Linked DNA regions of Hordeum vulgare: region 2 is linked to region 1. Evidence: chromatin contacts called from public Hi-C data. All regions are on one chromosome and are shown on one strand. The core of a region is the stretch at or near the end of the contact, and the rest is flanking DNA. Distances in the headings are between cores, read along the strand shown.

The links. A called contact is a pair of places that touch in the nucleus more often than the background predicts.
Region 2: a Hi-C map of seedling shows a contact between it and region 1, with 5 times the contacts expected there. The contact joins the promoter of LOC123444796 here to the promoter of LOC123444793 in region 1. A contact is called at or near these places in 2 of 6 Hi-C or Micro-C datasets (leaf and seedling).

Annotation. Positions count from the first base shown.
Region 1 is chr3H:536,659,667-536,666,692 of MorexV3_pseudomolecules_assembly, reverse strand. LOC123444793 (DNA polymerase alpha catalytic subunit) reads right to left here and starts at 3,842. Exons shown (of 31, transcript XM_045121642.1): 1 at 2,694-3,842; 2 at 2,123-2,290; 3 at 1,952-2,035; 4 at 1,796-1,870; 5 at 1,660-1,724; 6 at 1,465-1,555; 7 at 1,137-1,322; 8 at 648-811; 9 at 437-551; 10 at 159-338; 11 at 1-84. The coding sequence starts at 3,842. LOC123440470 (subtilisin-like protease SBT3) reads left to right here and starts at 6,755. Exons shown (of 3, transcript XM_045117036.1): 1 at 6,755-7,026. The coding sequence starts at 6,755.
Region 2 is chr3H:537,109,168-537,116,193 of MorexV3_pseudomolecules_assembly, reverse strand. It overlaps LOC123444796 (protein LIKE COV 2-like), which reads right to left and starts at 4,594. Exons shown (of 8, transcript XM_045121644.1): 1 at 4,306-4,594; 2 at 3,271-3,323; 3 at 3,082-3,191; 4 at 1,562-1,729; 5 at 1,013-1,110; 6 at 746-872; 7 at 531-640; 8 at 180-429. The coding sequence starts at 4,425. The coding sequence ends at 537.

The DNA of each region.
Region 1 (7,026 bases), core at 2,593-5,092:
CATTGGAGGAATATCATGTGGTGAAACCTCTCTTCTGTCTTTTTTCAATTGCGTCTCTGCAAGTTGTGTCAGAGAATAACTCACCTGCGTAAAACGTATAGGTTAGAGTTGTTAAGTTTGGCTTTAAGATTGCACCAAACAGTTAAAATGCTGGTTACCTCCCGCAGAAGATCGCGAGAGCATAAGTAGGTGTCACAGAGGAGACGGCCAGCAATGCAGGACATAATTCCTGGACTTGCCCCAGAACCATATAGTGTGTTTCCTTTGGTAAGCCTGGGCATTACTGATCTTCTAAGGCGACCAATTTTGGACCACATGCTGCTTGCTACTTTGCAGGTCTAGAAGAAAAAGGCATAAGTTACCAAGGAGAACAGGGAGCTACTGGTACAGGTTCTATAAAGGTATAAAGATAAACCAGAAATATAATTATAAAAACCTGAGCACGGTGCAGAAGGACATCCAGGTCAAATCCCGAAATGTTGTGCCCCACAAGTACATCACAATCAAGTTTACTAAGTTCAATCATCAAGCGATTTAACAAAGCACGTTCGCTGAAAATGGAACAGGAAAGATTAATAAATGCAAAGATGAGAACTCAGATTTGTTCAAAGGAACATGTAAAATGCAAAAGCAACAACAGTACCCACCTGCTCTCTAGTGCCAGCACGTTGCTACCAGCCTTCTGGTTCCTATCAGAAGCTTCTTTGGTGAGGCCTATAGGAAAAATGCTACCTTCAAGCTTGCGCATAACAGTAAAATGGCTGATCGTGCCCCGTTTCTGCCAATCTTCAGAACGCATTGGAGTATCAATCTGAAATTACCCCAAAAGGCAAACAACGTTTATTTGGTATAACATGTCTCCAGCTTATAAAATAATTTCACAATATGTAGGCTCGATAATTGTTTCAGATAAACCCAAAGTGCATCAGTTTGTCTAAAAAGAACTGCTTCATATATTCAGAGGCATGGAAGGTTCCATTTGCTTGATACATCATTGCCAAGGTATGTCAGCTTTTCTAGAAAATTTTGTTCCACAAGACAAAGATAAACATTTACCTACCTGATACCTAAACTGATTACATATGTACAAACAAATACTAGAATAAAATACTTCAACCCCAGATTAGCATGCTTACTTTTACTTGGTGACAGCATATGACTGATGCTGACACAATCTCATGCACGTTGTGTTTCTCATTTATGATAGTTTTAAGATTAACAGCAGCAACTACAACTGGGGGGACTTCCAGTGTAGTACTTGTCATCAAAACAGAAATGTCTTTTGGGCAGTCGACTGTAACTTCAAATTTACACCAGCTGACCTGTGGAAACGCCAAAAACCATCAGCACCACCAATATAATGCAACAAAGAATCAGGCAGGAGCTACAAGACTAAGAGAACCAGATAACTTAGATATAAAACACAGCCTGGAATGAGAGGACAGCATGAGGTCAAGGATATACCCGCTGAGTAGATGGACATGCCACAAATTTAGAAATGGATAGCCATGAAGGACCCTTGATCTTCCTTTTGATGAGAAACAGCTCAAGTGCACTGAAAAGGTACAATGGTTACAGTGTGAGGAAAGGATTTGGCATGCAGACTACAACACTGGAATTGCTGTGCATAGCATGGGTCGCACATTTTATGAATCGTACCTATTGTTTGTCCCAAGTAACGCATGGAAATGTTCACCTCTAAGGTCAGCTGGTACCACAGGATCCTACAAAAATGCATATGATATAAGTAAAAAAGGGAATACGAGACAGAAGATGCATTGCTCAAGAAACATACCTTGTATGGGTAATTGATTTTCAGGACATACTGCTCACCGGTTGGCACATCGGTCCTCTCAAATGCATAGTTCCTCTAAGGCATGCCAAAATGAAAAATTAGCACAGACAAGGATATTACAGGGGTTGAAGTTACAGGATGGTTCCACCTACAAACCTTGACTGGAGTCATCACAAAATTTGAAACATTGAGGTCAGACAACTTGTCAGCTATTTCACTCTTTAGTCCAGATGACAACTCCTGGTAAAACGATATGCAGTGTGCATATGAGATAAATATGTTGCAATGAACATTTAGCTTAGTACATGAAAATAATCAATAACTCACATGTAAAGTTGCTCGAAGTGATGGCAAAGCATCAGAACTTGTGGAGTTCTTCTCTATCCTTGATATTGTGTCCCTTGGGAATACTGAACTGCTTGGGATTGCATATATGCACCTTTGCATATTTTTTACAACGACACAGCAACTATGGAACCTCTTGCCTATTACAACCTACAAAGAAAAGCGGTCGGTCAAAAGAGTCCAGTGTATAACCTAGAGCTGCAAACATGTAATAGCTGATAATCCAATAGAACATGCAACTATTCAAAAAAGTTGACATGCTTGACCATAGCAATAAATGGAGCTTCAAAGAAAAATAGTGTACTTTATGGAAGTAATGATCCGTGCCTATGGAATACATTGATTCATTCACTAAAATACATGAAGCACCACATAATAATTTATATAAATCAGCTATCCGCTAAAAGCTAAAGAATCACTTATTTTGGTGCTGGTGAATATTGTGTGAACAAAAACAAAGCACTTCGACAGATGTCGGCAACTATACATATGTCTCTTATAAGGATGATTTACCAGAATACTTCAATAGAAACTTAGTAGGAATGACATTTACCTTCCCAAACAAATAGACTGTGCCTGAATTGATACCAAAGGGCTCCTCATATGCATCCAGCACATAGAACGGCAGGGCTCCATCCTTCAGCTCAAACTCCGAGCTTTCATCGACATCGGCGGTAGCATGAACAGCCACCTCTCCCTCGCCTCCTCCATTCTCCCCATCCCCACATATCTTCATCCAACCTGCTGTTGCACTCAACATATCACCATTCTTGGTGCCCTCTGCCTTAATCTTAGCATTTAAACGGTGCACCTTCTCTATCTTCACCTCCCCATTAGCCTCTTGCTTCAGTTCCTCCGAGCTCTTATTTTCATCAACCAATTCAGCACTAGAACCTGGAGCTGCTTCTAATTTGGGTTGCATTTCCACATCAGGCTTCAGTTCCACCTCTGGCTGCAATTCCACCTCCATATCATTTCCATGGTCTGAAACCCCATCAGCCTCGTGCCCATTATCCGATCTAACCTCCATTTCAGCATGTACGGCTGGTTGAATTGCCTTAATTTGGGCAACTGGAGCAGGCGGCGGAGTCGGGGCAGAGACCCTGCCAACGCGACGACGGCGCTCCTCGCGATCTTTCTCATCGGGGGCGAACTCGGCGATGACGTCGTCCACGATGCTGTCCGCGGCCAGGGACGAGCCCCTGGTGCGGTCGCTGCCCGACTTCTTAAAAAAGGAGGAGGTGAACATGGCGGAGAGGCGGTCCTTGCCCGTCATCGCACCGGCGGCGGAGAGGGACGCCATGGCAGAAGACTGCTGGGGCGGACGCTTCGCCTGGGGAGGGCGCGGCTGCTTCCGCTTGCGGGGGGCGCCATCCTCGGCGCCAGATCCCTCGTCGGAGGAGGAAGGGAGGGCGCGGTGGGTCCAGTCCTCCTCGCGGCCGTCGTCGACGTAGCCGAGGCCGTCGTCGTCGATGATGAAGGCGCCGGCGTCCTCGCGGCGGCGGGCGACGAGGGCGGCGTAGTCCTCCTCGGCGACGGTGTCGTAGATCGGGTCCTCCATCCGCACCTGGACGGCGGCGGCGGAGCGGGCGCCGCCGCCGCGGATGGCGCGGAGGCGCTCGAGCGCCGCGGAGCGCGCCACCGCCTCGGTGCCCCGGGTGCGCGTGCGGCGGCCGGAGGCGTCGGCGGGAGCGTCGTCCATGGCTTCGCCTTCTCTTTTGCTCCCCCTTTCTCTCTCTCTCGTATCTCTCCCTCGGGCTCTTTCTCTGAATCGCGCGCAGGCGGGGAGAGCGTGGATCTATTGCGAATGTGCGGGTGTGGCTTTGGCGGGAAGGTGTTCGAGCATTTGGCGCGCAGAGTTTTCGGGGGAGCGGTAGCCGCTGGGTCTAGGGTTTTTCAGATCGGTTGGAGAAGAAGCAGCACATCCACGCGTAACTGGGCCTTTCCTAAAAAGACACTCGGCGTTCTGGGCTTGCTACAGCTATCACCGGAATACCCTATTTGCCGCTCTTTGTGGCAAACATATTTGCCGCTCTTTGGGCAAATAGTCGGGCAAACGCATACAGGGTGGCAAATGTTTCAAATTACAAAACTTTATCGTTTTCCAAACTTCATTCATAAATACAAAAAATCTTCTGTCAAAAATTGGTGCTCAAATTCGCAAAATGTTTTTATTTTCTAAAAAAAATTCTGGGTTTTTCAAAAAATGTTTTGGATTTTCAAAAAATGTTCTTACAATTTCAAAAATGTTCGTAAAAATTTCTCAGTTTAAAATTTTGTTTTTCATTTAAACATGTTCAAAAAAATTGTTTGGCCTTCAAGATTTGTTATGATTTTTCAAAATTGTTCTTGGTTTAAAAATCTGTTTTCAAGATTACAAAAATGTTCATACTTTAAAAAATTGTTCACGCTTCCAAATTTTTTTCATTGTTTTAAAAAATGTTCAAAATTGTTCACGCTTCCAAATTTGTTTGGGGTTTTCAAAATTTTGTTCTAAAGATTCAAAAAATGTTTGGGCTATAAAAAATTGTCCGCGCTTCCAAATTTGTTTAGGATTTTTCAAAATTATTCTCGATTTTAAAATTTGTTCTCAGAATTCAAAATATGTGAGTATTTTAAAAATTTGTTCGCGCTTTCGAATTAGTTCAGGTTTTCCAAACTTGTTTTATTTTTCAAAATTTTGTTCTCGGGATTCAAAAAATATTTTCCTCTAAAAATTTGTTCGCAATTTCTCAAAATTGATCAGAGTTTTATAATTTACTATCAAAATTGTTCGCGCTTCCATGTGCGCTGCAGCTCTTTCCTACCGCAATGAGCGACGGGTAGGAGTTTCCTAGTTATGGGCTATCCTTTAGGGATTAAGCTCACTTTGTTGCAATCTGAGGAAAACGATGGTCCAACGTGCGGATTCATTATCAAAACGTGTTCGCTTTGCGTCCACGTCGATCCATTTTCAGCCCAAATTTGGGGTTGAATTCCGTCGGCGCAGACGCATGCGCCCTTTCGGTGTCCGCTCCATTCACACCCGGCGGCCGTCCAACTACCCGTGGTCAACTTAATTAATGACGCCCGCCTTTCACGGGCCCATGTGTCAGCGACCGCGATCTTTTTTTTTTAATTCGAGCATGCGGTGGGGTTCGGCCTCATCTGCTTCCAAAACCCCGTCCCCATCTCGCTACCTCTCTGCTCTCTCATCGGTGACCAAGCCCTACCATCGCCCATGGTCGGCTTCTTCGCCCAGAACAAGGGCAAGTCCCCCGTCGTCCATCCCTGCGCGCTCCCCCCACTAGCGTCTCCCCGCCGGCCTCGCCAGCGGATCAGCGTCCCGGTGCATCAAGGAGAGTGGCACTGGGAGCACCGCATCCCGCTGTCGTAACCCGGACGTGACCCTCCCGCACGACTGGCATTTGGATCTGAAGAGGATCCCGGTGTCGGCTGTGTCGTGGTCGGCGCGGGGGCACGCGGAGGAGGTGAGTCACTTGCGGCAGCAGCAACTCACGTGACTCGGAGGTATGATTTGCGCTCGAGCACGAGGAGCAGTGCCCGCGCGCGTGCGCGACGTGCAGTCGTGCCCTTCGCCGCCCCGCCCGTCGTTCGCGACGAGGACCAGGAGGAAGAGCGTCGCAAGGCTGAGAAGGAGAACGCGGCATACGAGACGCAGCTCGTGGAGGCCATCGTGCTGTCCGCTGCCGTCGAGTGCATCGTGCCCCCTCCGCCAAAGACCGAGCCCCAGCCCACGGAGCCGCAGCCGGAGGTCTACCAATGGACCGGCTGTCTCCACGAGTGGGTCACCGCGCCGCCCCATCTGGTTGGATGCGACATCGCAGCAGGAGGTCGCCTACCTCCAGCAATCGAGCGCGCCGACGACCAGTGCAGATGGAGCTGAAGCGCCGACAGGAGCGGGAAGCGGAGGAGGAACGACAGGAGCGGGAAGCGGAGGAGGAACGACTAGAGAAGGAGGAGGAGGAACGCGTCCGTGCTGCGCTGCCGCCGCCACCAGCACAGTCCGAGCAGGCGGGACAGACGATGAAGGCACAGGCAGCGGCGGCACAACCCTACGTCGACAATGAGGACATCTAGGACGGCGCGCTGTCTCGTAGATTAGTTTTTAATGTTTAATTAATATAATGAAAACGCGTGGACTCTCACCGTCTTTGTACGTAATGTTCAATCAATATTTTTTTTATTTTCGAAAATATTTGTTTTTTTTCACGCGTCGTAAAATGGATCGGGTCAACGTTGGGCGCATGCGTCGACCCAAACACGAAAACGGATGTTGGTGTCCGCCGGACCGATCCAAACAAACAAAAACGTCCTACGTTTAGGTCGTCGCGTTGGAGTTGCTTTAAAACGTCTAGATAGATATGAATTAGCAAATCCGTTTATTTTTTGGGATTATGTGACCTCGGTTCCTCCTGCGACACGGCCGACTACCGTTGCCGTCGATGGTTTTAGGACGAGAGAAAACGATGCCTTCGATATGTACCCTCGTACAAAACAATGGAAGAAGGACAAGCATGTACTTCGTGCGTCGATTCCGAAGAATGCATTGCACCGCCACGTATAAAATGGACACACCCGTGCTAAGAAGTTACGAACTATTCGATCCTCAACATGGCATCGCTTCTACTTCTAGCGAGTAGCTCATGGCTTCTCCTCTGCTCTCTCTTGCCAGCTCCGGTGGTAGCCGACAGGACGTCGTACATCGTCCACATGGACAAGTCCGCCATGCCGACGCAGCACTGCGACCACCGTGAGTGGTACTCCGCCGTGCTGGCGTCTCTAGCAGCAGCAGCCGACTCACCGGGAGCTGCCAGCGGCGACCAGCCGCGGCTCGTCTACACCTACGACGAGGCGCTCCACGGCTTCGCGGCCACCCTCTCGGC
Region 2 (7,026 bases), core at 3,345-5,844, 450 kb before region 1:
GGGAGTACTATATATCACAGCAGACCATATGAAAGAAATAGATGCTCTATGAAACCAGTCAGCATGGTATGTACTCCCTCCGTCCCATAATATAAGAGCGTTTTTGACACTACACTAGTGTTAAAAAACACTCTTATATTTTGAGATGGAGGGGGTATATTATAGTAACAAAATCGACATGGTATTACACATCTCATTCTTACAAATGAATGTAATCAGGCACACTAGTTGTACACCAGCAGTACATAGAAGTTAACACTTTGGACCAGTCAGCAAACACAGAGAAAAGCAACATGTGCCATATAACAGTATTCCAGGGCATCGATACGATGCTTCCGTCCAGCTTGTTCATCATGTTCCCGTATCCAACCTTGACATTTTACACGTAACAAACGAACAGCAGTGGAGTCCCATCCACTCATTCGCGATCTGCTTGATGTGCAAGCCAATATCAGTAAGCATGAAGCAGAATGGTTAGAGCAAACTGAGCTCATGGTACTCACTACTCGACCATTGTTTTGACGACTCACCCATCCTCATGTCATTATTCTATTTAGGCGGATGCTCTGGCTCTTCCTTGGGATGGGGTCTAGCGATGCAATTACCTGTGGCATGGTCATTCCTCCAGAAACGATAATTTCTGTAGGATCAAATGATTTCAGGGAAGTTTCATTATCAGCTCACAGCTCTAGCCAGCAAGAAACAAACACAGGGAGAAGCCTGTAAAGCGAAATAGACATCATACCAATTCCTTCTCGAATGGATAAGTTTGGTCTGATGATCTCTTCAGAGTTCAGCAGAAATATATCACCAATATATAGATGATTTGTCGGCACATAAACACTACACAATTCCTCATCACCTTTGTCTGTCTGTAGCATAACACAACAGGAGACCATTAAACAGCTGTAATTGTACCATATGAAACATATATTGCCCATATAGAACGGGCGTCTCAATAACACATTGCTTATAACCAAACTATAGCAAGATCCTTGTGAAAAATAAATACCTGGAGAACAACAGTTGATGTTATAAATCCGAATGCGTATTCACCAACACGTGGATGTCGAATTATCGCAACCTCTTTAAATGCTGTCGTATTTTGATCTGTAAAAGATATGTAATAAGTCATCATGCGCAGCAGGTCCTGTGATACTCTTTTACAAACAGAACAAATTCAACACAATATAACCCTGCTGTGAAACAGATGCACGAAAAGGACTACAAAGAACTGATCTATGACATAGTTAAAATGGGGGTAAAACTTAGAAAAAGGACAAAGCACTTAGATAGCTCACATGGTTTTTGCAGTGAAAGGCAAAGATATGTTGTGCTATTTACTAAGTTTGCAAACTTATATGTAATTCAAGCAATCTGGGGGGAGTATGAACCACTAAGCAAAATGTCTGAAGAGCATTTGTAAGCATAGCACAAACAATCGGTCCAGTGCTGATTGACAAGATATGGCAACTACGTAATGACAATAAATAACATTAAAGGCGGTCTATAAGACATGAGAGGTAGATGATCAAGCTTCACATATGATACGAAGAATAACCTGGTGAAATGGCAGTGCTGACTTGCTTTGATGCCGAATATATGTGCTTTACAAATGGCATTTTCTTTATAAACCATTCTCCAACCCAGAAGACAGTTGAACCCACCCATGAAGAAACAAATATTCCAACCAGAAATATGAATGCCAGAGATGTCAGAAAACCAAGACCTGCAAAGTGTGGGTGAAAAAAATAAGTACTTGCTACAAACATAAACATTGATTTAATGATGAAGAGAATTACTTGCACTCCATATAAATACATGTTTAAGTGCTACAAAATCATTACTGCAGTAGATGATATAAGTTAAAATTCGCTATTGTTCAAGAATGTGGTCACCAATACCATCAATATTAGCTTGTAATATCCTACTAAAACATAAAGTTGGATATTATGATTGCTTGCCAAAGGGCCTACAATATGTAGGTGTATGGTTGCATGAATGAGATGCCAATTGCCAACCAGATATTCCTTTATAATCACACAATATAGAACTAGAAGTTCCAATGTACTATCTCCGTAAGAGCATCTCTAGCAGATCCCGTAAAAGGCCGACAGCCCAGAAAATTCCAGCCGACATGTGGGTTTGGGCATTTGTGTGGCCCGAATAGATCCCAAATATCGGCCCGGCCCGTAAAAAATATAGGGCAACCCGGAAAATCAGCCCCTCCGCCGCTATATACACGGCACCACACGGGGGGGGGGGGGGGGGGGGCTTTTAGGGTTAGCCTCCCGGATCCCCTCTGCCGCAATTCTTCCTCTTCGCCGTGAGCCCTAGCCAACTATGGCGAGCAATTCCCTTCGCCTCTCCTCTGTTTTTCCCCTCCTCGATGGCCGGCGGCGCTGGTGGAAGACGTGGCGGTAGCGTCGGGTCGCCTCCGAGCAAGCACGCACAACACAACACGGAGGCCGGCAGCTCCAGCCGTGACGTGGAGCCATGGTGGTCGAGGCAGGCGCGGGACCATGGCCGCCTCTCCGAAGCGGCGAGCTTCGATGTGCTCAACGAGCACGTCTTGCCGCACATCAAGAGGTCCCACGCTGCCGATGAGGAGCTCGTCGCCTCGGAGAAAGCGGTGGCAGCCGAAGAAGAAGGTGCCGCCGACCGCATCGCTGCAGCCAAGGAGGATCACGACCTTGCCCACGTGCTCCGCAAGTTGGCCGCCAAGTTCTACCTCGACGTCGACGAGTGAGGACGCCACAAAACTAGGGTTAAATTTCTAGTGTGAAGTACATATTCGTATGTATGCACTATGGTGATGAACATGTTCTAGCGCGAAGTTTTTATTTAAATTTGCAGTACCAATTTACGGGATTTATTCCACCTGAGCAATCACGCTCCCATATAAGTATTAGTGGTGTACTGCAAACGGTTATTGCGGGAGGTCATTTTGCAGGATCTACCGGAGATGCTCTAACCACAACAATAACTAAGGAACGGATGGAGTAGTATTTGCAATTCTAAGTTAGTAAGTCAGAACTGCCACAAACAGCATGATCATCAAAGTACAAGTACAAGAATTACCAAATATGTCGACTCCGATTTTTGCATATAGTGGGCTGAAAAATCCATCAACAAATTGAACGAACCACCATGTGATGAAGAACGTGAAAGCAACAGGAAAAAGAACCACACTGGAAAAGTATGGAAAAAAAAAGATCGGTAAGCATAATATTGTTAACAAGTTTAGCTTATTTCTGGTGAAGGATGTACCATCCAGTCATAAATTTTCTCGATACCCAACTCTGAAGAACAGCGCAGCATGCCTACACAAAATTTACCAACCATCAGCAAATTAGTGAAATGAAAAAATGAGCTGCCTTGTGAATGCAGCTCCTTTTGGGTAAAACATTGAAAAGATCACAACATTAGATAGCTGCGTCAGAGTTCTATACGATCCTAATAAGTGCAACAAATGCATGGATTGCAAATGATCCGTACTACGTACTTGAATTAAGGGCATAAACAGAAATGCATCAAGCACAAAAATGCTCAGCTTACCAAGTTACTGAATTTAAAAGTTTTCATTCATAAACCTCTTTCCATATAAAGTATGCAGTGCAAACCCATATTTGGGTTCTACCTTGGCACCTAAACAAGGGTATGATCCCGACACTCACCATGTTTTCCATATACTTAATACAACACCACAGCCCTCAAACCGCTACTAGGCGCATTTCTGCACAAATAGACATCCAACATTTCTCAATTCCGGCTTCCCAGTACGAACATTGTACCACCAGTTCACAGATCTTTCAGAAAAGGAACACCAGCACATCCAAATTCACTAATAGTAACTTGGACACTAAGGAGCTAAGAACAATTAATCGTATCCAAATACGAGATTGTGTTCTAAGCATATGTCTCAAGTTAAGCCACCTCAGGGCACAAATGGACAACAAAACCGAGGGTCGAACGTCTTGACTAATCTGACTATGAAGAAAGCTTCAAGACAGCTCCAGTCTCCTGAAGAGCATCCATATCCCCAATAACCCCCCGAACTAGTCAATTCGATCGAACCTTAGCTAAACTCCTAGTGCTACACTGGAAGCACAACATACTGAATTTATCAACCCCCCACACGAGAGAGGGCACGGGAAACGTGCCCGCATACGCGCAGATCCGACCGTCTGGAAGCGCGCAACCACGCCGGGAACTGCCGAACTAGCACAGGCAGCGGTGGGGCCTTACGGCAGCGGCACAGGCACGCGCGCGCGATTGGGCCGCGGGGGTTTGATGGATCCGGACCTTGCGGGTGGAGGTGGTGGGCGAGCTGGGGCGCGGCGGCGACTTGGCCGGGTCCTCGGGGTCGACGGCCTCCGCCGCCTGGCTGAGCGGGACCGATGTCGACTCCTTCTCCTCCGCCATGGCGTCGTCCCCCTCCTTCTCTAGAACCTTCCGGCGGGCGCTGCGGCGGGGGAGGAGGGGTTCGGGTGAGGCGTCGCTGGCTGCGGCTGCGGCTGCCTTTTCCCCGGCTGGCGGAAAGTAGCAGCAAGCGGTTGGGTTGGGGGCGGAGTCCGCAACCGAGCGAAGGGAGGCGTCAAGCGGTGGCGTGGCGGAGCCACCAAGTCCAAAGTCCAAGCGAAGACCCCCCAATGACGGGCTGGGCCCAGCTGTCACGGCGCGAGCCAGCTCGCGTCGGCTGCCGCCACGCGGCGGTCCGTGGCGCGTCGGCTCGGCCTGGCGGTATCGACAAGCCGTGGCGGCCTCAGCGAGGTTCGGGTTGGGTCAGCTGGTGTTTTTTTTTTTTTTAGAAAGAGCTGATGCTGTGTTGGACAGGCTGGCGTTGAGGTGGCCCGAGCATGACGCAACGGACGTCGGCTTGATCGGATCCGACCGGACGGAGGTTCGCCGGAGACCGGTCAGGGTCTGTTCGACGGTCGCTCTCCATGGGCCCGACTGCGGCCACCGCATCGTTATCGGGTGGGCTGAGGCAGGTCAGCTACTTCTCCCCGGCCTGTTAATTGCAGTTTCGTTTTTATAAAATTATTAAAACGATGATTTCGGGTCAGATAGCCACAATCCTGATAACGTGTGGGCACTAAGAGCATCTCTAGTAGAACCCTCAAACCCTTAAATCTAAAATCAGTTTTAAGGGTTGAGAATTGGCAATTTTTGACACTTTTAAGGGTTGAAAAACAGAGACAATGACTAGAACCCTCAAACCCAACCCTTATAGCCTAGTTTTGAACACTATGAACATGCACGCGGAGGAACAGAGGATACAAAAATGACTTCAGCCGCGGAGGAGCTCGCGCTCGCGCTGCCTAGACGAGGCCGTCTCCCTGGCATACCGCGCGGTGGAGCTCCGCCGGGCGCCGCGGCCGCGGCGCCGCGGCGGGCGGGGGCGCGGCGACGGCTGGAGCGCGGGGGGCGGCGGCGGCGGGCGGGGCGCGGCGGCGGCGGCTGGAGCGCGGGGCCGGGGCCTGGGCGCAGAGGGGCGGCGGGGCCGGGGCCGGGGCCGGGGCGGCGGCCGGAGCGCGGGGGGCGGCGGGGCGGCGGCTGGAGTGCGGAGTGCGGCGGGCTGGCGGCGGCCGCTGCGGATTCCTCCCGCGCGCGGGAACCAACTTCCTCCCGCGCGATGTGGGAAAATGAGTGCGGGTTGGGGGCAGTTTCCCCCCCCCCCCAACCCTCACTTCTACAGGCTGGGAAGGGGTTTGAGGGTTCGACCTCTAATTTTTTTTTACGGGTTTAAGGGTTTAAGGGTTCTAGTCTACGCCGTTTTTCCGATGAAAACTGTAAAAAAAGCGGTTATTTTTAAAGATTTGAGGGTTTGAGGGTTCTACTAGAGATGCTCTAAGGGGTGTTGTCCACATGTTCCATGTGGTGTGTAAAGGAAACACGCCATACGTCTGTGTGTGGGTAAAACAGCTAACGTCCACACGTCCGGCCTCCTTCCTCGCGACCCGCATATCTGGCCTGCCACCTCGCGGTCCCCGCGTGACAGTTTCACTCAGTTGTCATGTAACACTGGAAAGACATGACAACTGACACGCATGCGGACACGTCAGTTCCACTCAATTGTCATGTAACACTAGGAAGACATGGCAATTGACAGACATGCGGACACAACCAGTTCAACTCAGTTGCCATGTAACACTGGGAAGACAGGGTAACTCACATACATGCGAGAACAGCACTTCCACTCAGTTGCCATGTAACACTCGGAAGACATGACAACTCACAGGCATGCTGGCACGATAGTTTCACTCAATTGACATGTAAACACTGAGAAGACATGACAACTGACACGCGTGAGGGCACGACAGTTCCACTCAGTTACCATGTAACAGTATGAAGACATGACAACTGACATGCATGCGGACACAACAATTTCACTCAGTTGCAATGTAACAGTATGAAGACATGGCAACTGAGAGGCATGTGGGCGTGTGAGCGCGACGTCAGTTGCACCACATGTCGGATTGGCAGCCGCGTGTGGGCGTGCGTGAAACAGGCGTGTGTGCGAACTACTTAACGCCCACACACGAGCCTCTTCCTACGTGGCACAAAAAAACTGTCAAAAATATCAAAATTAGTGCAAACCACGAACGGACGCAAATCCATGTTGTGGACGGTTTGCAAACGTCCACACGTGTGGACGTTATCTTTTCTCTTTTTTAAACGACCGATTTTTTAATTATAACAACCTAAATGATGACGTTCACACACGTGTCACTTATCAACCTAACCCTAACGCATGTGATGCCATTCGATTCTTTTGCACGAATATTGCAGTAGTTGCCATCTGGGTCGAGAGCCACGTAAGCAGAGGCGAAAGATGAAAAAAATTTAGGGTGTGGCGAAGTTTATCGAAGATCACCGGAGGTCCAAAGCTATGGAGTCGCATCAGACAAATTCTGTCATCGGACGAACGCTATCCTCACGGGAGTGACGAAGTGCAATTCGAACGGCCATTGCCTCCACCAACCCACACGGGATGACACCCCAGTTGACGGATCCGAACTA